Linked DNA regions of Mus musculus: region 2 is linked to region 1. The links are chromatin contacts, called in public promoter capture Hi-C maps. All regions are on one chromosome and are shown on one strand. The core of a region is the stretch at or near the end of the contact, and the rest is flanking DNA. Distances in the headings are between cores, read along the strand shown. Region 1 overlaps Cdk14 (cyclin-dependent kinase 14). Region 2 holds the start of Mterf1b (mitochondrial transcription termination factor 1b).

Region 1 (2,700 bases), core at 195-2,694:
AGTGTAAAACAGCTCTGTAGTGACATTTTTTGAGAATTCTGGGATTTTGGTTTCTTTTGAAAATACAGAAATATTATAAGAATGTGCTTTTGTTTTAATCCCTGGTGTAGGGGTGTGGGGCTGCTTCGTTATCCACAGCAGCTGACTATGACTTGCCCAGTGCGCTAACAGAAGTGTGGTCTTGACAACTGCAGATAATTTTCTGCAGTTGTGTAACCTTTGGAATTCTGGGAAGTTTCCAGAAGATGCATAGATGCTAGGCTCCCGAGATGCAGGGGAGGTGGTAGTTGGTCATTAAGGGAGGTTGGTTGAGGCTTGTTAGTAGCCATAGCCAAAGAAAAACCAAAGAAATAAGTTAGATGCAGGGCTTTCTTTTTATTCTATCCTTGTTTCTCTCCTATCTAGTATTAGGGAGTGAAACCGAGGGGATAAAGGGTGGAAAAAAGAAGAACCCACAAAGTAGCAAAGGCCAGCTACACAATTCCTCTATTTCCACGTCAAGTCACTGATGAAATGCTGAAGAGGGGGCTGGTGTGTATATATGGGTACACTTACACGATACATACCCGCCCAGACACATTTTCATATATGTGTGTGCTGAAAGGGAAAGAATGACAAAGGGGATTCCTGGAGACTTCCCGGTCCTCTGGGAGCCAGGAAGTTCAGCTCTTGAGACCAAGACCGTTGTCTTCCTTGCCAAGTGATCTGCTCTTGAACTGAGCCACTTTGTAGCTCAGCAGCCTTTCCCTGTGCTTCTCGGGGGCAGCAAGGTGCATCAGGGAATAACAACCAACTACGCTAAAGGTGACATACACTGCGCAAGTTACAGTGCAGCTCCTTGCCACTGCATTCAGAAAGAGGGCCCATTGCATTTGCAGTTTGTGTAAAATATAATCAATGAATTTCTCACGGGATGAACTTTGTCATGTTTAGAGTAATTTCATAGGAATTCTTGGCTTCACCTAGTCCCCTATGTAAAGGGACAGCCTTAGTGGTCCTGTCCTGCATTTCACGTGGCGATGACACTCAGGCGATGGAAGGTGGATGCTCTTTGTGGACAAGTGTGGACACGTACTAAACCTTCTTCCCTGGAGCCCTGTACGCAGCCTTTCTCTTCAGTCACCTGGCTGTCCGGTTTTTAGAAGGAAACGAGAGCATTCGTTTCTGTTCTTTAGGAGTACAGAGTTAAATAGCATGGGAAACACACACCTTGTACAGCCTTTATTTTGAAGGCGACTGAGTTCAGTCATGGGCTCCTCCTGATACCAGTTCAAGTCTATGTAGTTTATTCAATAGATATTTAGTGCCCACTTTATGCCGTAGACTTGATAGGCAAAAGAAATAGAAAGTAAAAGAGAAAACAAACAAAGAAATCAGAGTGCAAAGTAAACACTTGCTAAAATTTAATCTGTGGCAGTTGCTATGAAGCTGTGGTGTTGCGTATGACAGGAATCCTGCCCTGGTGCACAGGTCGTGGGACTTGACCTGAGAACAAGGTTTCAACACAGGACTGAAAAATTAATTAGCAGCTAATTACATGGAGAGGGCACAGATGTCCAGACTTCAGAACTGCATGTGGGAACATTGTGTGGCTAACGGGAGAATGTGCCAGATGCAGGCACTGAAGGACCAGTGGGAGAGTATGAAGGGACAAGAATGTGTAAACAATTAGATAAGCGGAGAAGGGGGTTCTGCAGGCCTCAGCCAGCAGCTTAAGTGTGTCAGGGGAGACGGGGTTTGGCCACAGTGTGAAGCTTTTGACTCACAGAGTAACAGTTGATCAAGTCTGATTTTCAAAAGACCAGTTAGGAGTGTGGATGTATAACTTGAAATAAGGTAAGGATGATGACACATAGGTTCCGGGGAGATCCTGGGCTTAGCGAGTAAGTGGGTGTCAAGAGAAGGAGAAAAATGAATATATTTAAGACCATACAGGGACACTAAAATCATAACGTATAATGAAAGTAACATTAATGTGATTGAGATGTGTATAAAAATAGCAAGCAAAGAAGTTTAAAACAGTGTAGAGACTCCTGTCCCATCTTTATATGCATTTGCTCTGCTCTGGGGGCAGTCCTGAGGAGTCCCCAGTCACCTCCTCTATGTGTGCAGGGTAGAACCAAATATGCTCCTTCCTAGCATTTTGTCCTGAAAGCCACCTACCCTGTAGTTCCTTTCTAGGGGTATCTCACTATTGATGGACTCAGTATTGCTCTCCCCTCCTCCACCAACACAGCCCCTCAATCAGCTTTTCTGTCTCTGTATCTGAGATCTCTGCTGTATGTAGCATGGCCTCTCTCAGTGGCTTAATATTTTCCTTTCAATAAACTCCTTTCAAGTAATTTTGCTTGTTCATATGACTTCAAAAAACCAGAGATCCCTTAAGCATTCCCATAATAGAAAACAAGGTAAAATGAAACCAATGAAAATACGTAAGGGGTACGTAATATTAAGTTTGATCTTACCCACCCCGGATCCTGAACCTAAGTCCTACTTCCCTTAAGGGAGTGAGAGCCGAGTGCCTGGGAGGTCGTAAAAACAAACACCCAGATGAGATGAAGCTTTTCTTCTTGATATTCTCAAAAGAATGGAAAGATAACCAAAGAAGGGACTAACGTTTTTATGAAGGTGATAGGTATCATGCCATGTTCTCTTTGCCAGCTAAAGCAGTTTGTAGTTGGGGTTCACATCTCCCATTGT
Region 2 (2,725 bases), core at 199-2,698, 770 kb after region 1:
AGGGTTTTACATTCTCTCTCTTCCTTACCAAATCAACTTCACTCAAAACAGCAACAAAGCAATCTTGTTCCTGCCTATTTTAGTCTCAGTGTCCTTGCTGTCTTTTCATTATTTTTAACTGACATAACAAATAATGGAATCTGTATCTATCTTCCCAAAGTCCCTCTTTTACTTTCATGTCACACACATGAGTGTGTGTGTGTGTATTCTCCATTAGAAGCATGTCCTATTGTTTTTCCTCATAATTCTCATATTCCCATCACCTTCTCAGTAGATGCTCTCTCCCCTCAGCACTTACTACTACTATCTTATCAAACTCAAAGCTCACATATGAGCGCACTCGCAGGCGGGAAAGCACGTGCACTTTTCTGAGTTAAATTGTCTTTTCTTTCAGAAAAGAAAAAGGGTCATTTTCATGAACCCAAGTTGTATTTGCAAGTCATTGTATAAACACAATGTCCTTTTAAAAACAGATTGTTGAGCTGAATTTGTAACCTCTGGCAAATTAACTATCCCAAGACAAATTTTAAAAAAAGCAAATATCGAATAATTGCCTTCAATCTTCCTCTAAAATAAACCATTTTCTTAAGCTTCGTTAAATTTCATGAATATCACCAACATCTTGGTGACTGTAACTACCGAGGTTCAAGATGGAAGATTTATGTCCCTGTCCCTTCCCGTCCCCTCCACCCCACCCCATCCCACAGCTGGAAAGCTAACAGGTGTTTAAAGAAAACTGCTAATCTTTGGGAATTCCACAATCCCGCTACTCTTTTGACACAGCATTTAAGTGTACAGGGTTGTTTTGTTTTGTTTTGAACAGAACTACATATCGATGTCGACTTTGTCATAAGAGACTTTAGATCTCTCCAGAAAAGGTAAAAACCGATGTTTCTACCACCACACCACTAATTTGGAAAAGAAAAAGGCAAAAATATCGCCAGTGTAGTAGAGAATAAAGAAGTCCAGGTCAAATCATTTTTGTGAGATGCACGACCTCTCGCAAACTAAACATTTCTCAGTCATAATAAAAAGAAAACGGCAACGCATGGGGGGAAGGTAGCGGAATCGCAAACGCACTTTAATACCAGAACCCCACGTTACACATACATTATTTCGTAATGCCCTATATATACAACAACCTAAGGGTGGGCACTGTCCCTAAAGTTACAAATTCCGAGCCAATGCCGAGCTCTTTGCTGTACGAAGTGTGGAGGGCTTGATGAGTCTAAACTCAGAACCGCCGTAATCCCACATCGAAGGCTCGCCTTCCCTCGGGCAGTTCTGCAATGGCCTTTAGCCATTCATCGCCCTGTCTAGCAGAGACTCGCAAGCCGCTCGCAAAGGCTCCAGCAGCTCCCCAGCCCCAGCCCGCACACTGCATCCGCGCTCCTACCAACGCTCCCGGTAGACACCTTTCACTTCCGCCTCTGGACGCCCGGGAGGGAGCGGAGTGCGGAAGTAACGGCTGACTTCCGGCCTCGGCCTGGCGCAGAGGTGACGTCACTAGCCCGGCGCGCTGTGCCTAAATCCTCGGCCGCCTGACCGCGGGAGCCCAGCAGGGGGCGGCTGAGACTGTGGCTGCGGGGACTCTGGGCTCTGGGCTGGTTCGAGACCACAGGGCGGCGCCAAGGCTTCCCTCTGGCTGGGGCTGAGATTCTGCCTGCACCAAAGAACAGGTTCGGTTTGATCTCTTTCTTTTAGGTTGCTTTATAGACCTTGGGGGTCTTTGTTTGTTTGGTAGGTTGGTTGGGTTTTTTTTCCCCCAAATTCTTCTGCATTTTTCTGTTTGGTTTGGTGTTTGTAAGAATAAAGATTTCTATTTGGGAATTTAAATTATTAATAATCAGTTTACTCAGAAAGTGAAACTACTGATCACAGCTTATTCCTTGCCTGGGATTACTCAGTAGCTATTTACGGTGCACGTGTGGCTTGCGGAAAGCAAGACAACCTCGGCCTTCTGGACCGTAACTCCCATGGTCTCGCTTCTGCCAGAATATTCTCTCCTCAGCATGCCCCATGGATTTTCATTTATGAACACCAGGAGATGGCTTTAGTCCTCTTGAAAGTGATATCAATGAGGAAAAGGTGCAGCTGAGATATTGGAGAGGTTGGGAAGACGAAGGGCAGGGAGGGAAAGATGAGGGGCAAAGAAGAGAAAAAGAGAACTAGGAGCAGTGTGGTAGACAATGTTTCCCAAGAGGCTGTTCTGGGGTTCTCATCTTCCTTGAGGGATGTTGTTGTTGTTGTTGTTGTTGTTGAGACAACTTTGTATCAAAGTTGTGCTGCTATGCAAATCTCTCTCCTTTGCCATTTCGTTTTGAAAGGATAGTGACATGTGATGATGCTTGTGATTTTAGATGACCTCACTTGGAAGGAGGAGAGTAGGGAAGTCTACATCAAGATAAACCCCTCCCTAAAATTAGACTTAAAACCCTCAGGACTTAGACTCAATGTGTAGATCAAATGCCATGTCTGTGCTATCTTCAGAATTGTCCCTGTCCTCTTTTAACCAAAGATTGATAATAATGATATAACTAGTAATATTGATTATTGTGCCTTTATGTCTGCCTCACTAGCTTTTCCTTGTTTGAGTCTCAACAAACTCAATTAGAGTGAGAAAGGAATTAGCCCTCCATTCCTCTAAGAGAACCCACGGGTAAAATACCACCATCCATAGATTCCAGGATTCAATAAACAAATGTCCTTTCTACATCCTTGTCAA

What was found. Promoter capture Hi-C pulls out the DNA fragments that hold promoters and counts their contacts.
Region 2: a promoter capture Hi-C map of liver shows a contact between it and region 1, with 7 times the contacts expected there. The contact joins the promoter of Mterf1b here to the enhancer-like site in region 1. A contact is called at or near these places in 6 of 39 promoter capture datasets (the 3T3-L1 cell line, the SN4741 cell line, cranial neural crest and 3 more), 1 of 15 datasets of contacts at CTCF or cohesin (pro-B cells), 31 of 484 Hi-C or Micro-C datasets (the Ba/F3 cell line, the G1E-ER4 cell line, the HL-1 cell line and 19 more), 2 of 115 datasets of contacts at active chromatin or transcription factors (bone marrow-derived macrophages and neural tube) and 2 of 9 other capture datasets (adipose tissue and macrophages).

What each region holds. Positions count from the first base shown.
Region 1 is chr5:4,958,570-4,961,269 of GRCm38.p6, reverse strand. The region is part of intron 10 of Cdk14 (cyclin-dependent kinase 14); the gene reads left to right. Among named protein-coding and RNA genes, the nearest start is that of Fzd1, 200 kb to the right of the region's middle. Within about 2 kb of position 1,444, at least 15 of the 459 cell types and tissues checked have an H3K27ac peak or open chromatin away from gene starts, as enhancers often do. A contact at or near this core is called in liver and muscle stem cells, where this site is marked.
Region 2 is chr5:4,191,090-4,193,814 of GRCm38.p6, reverse strand. Mterf1b (mitochondrial transcription termination factor 1b) reads right to left here and starts at 1,448. Exons shown (of 2, transcript NM_001042670.1): 1 at 1,397-1,448.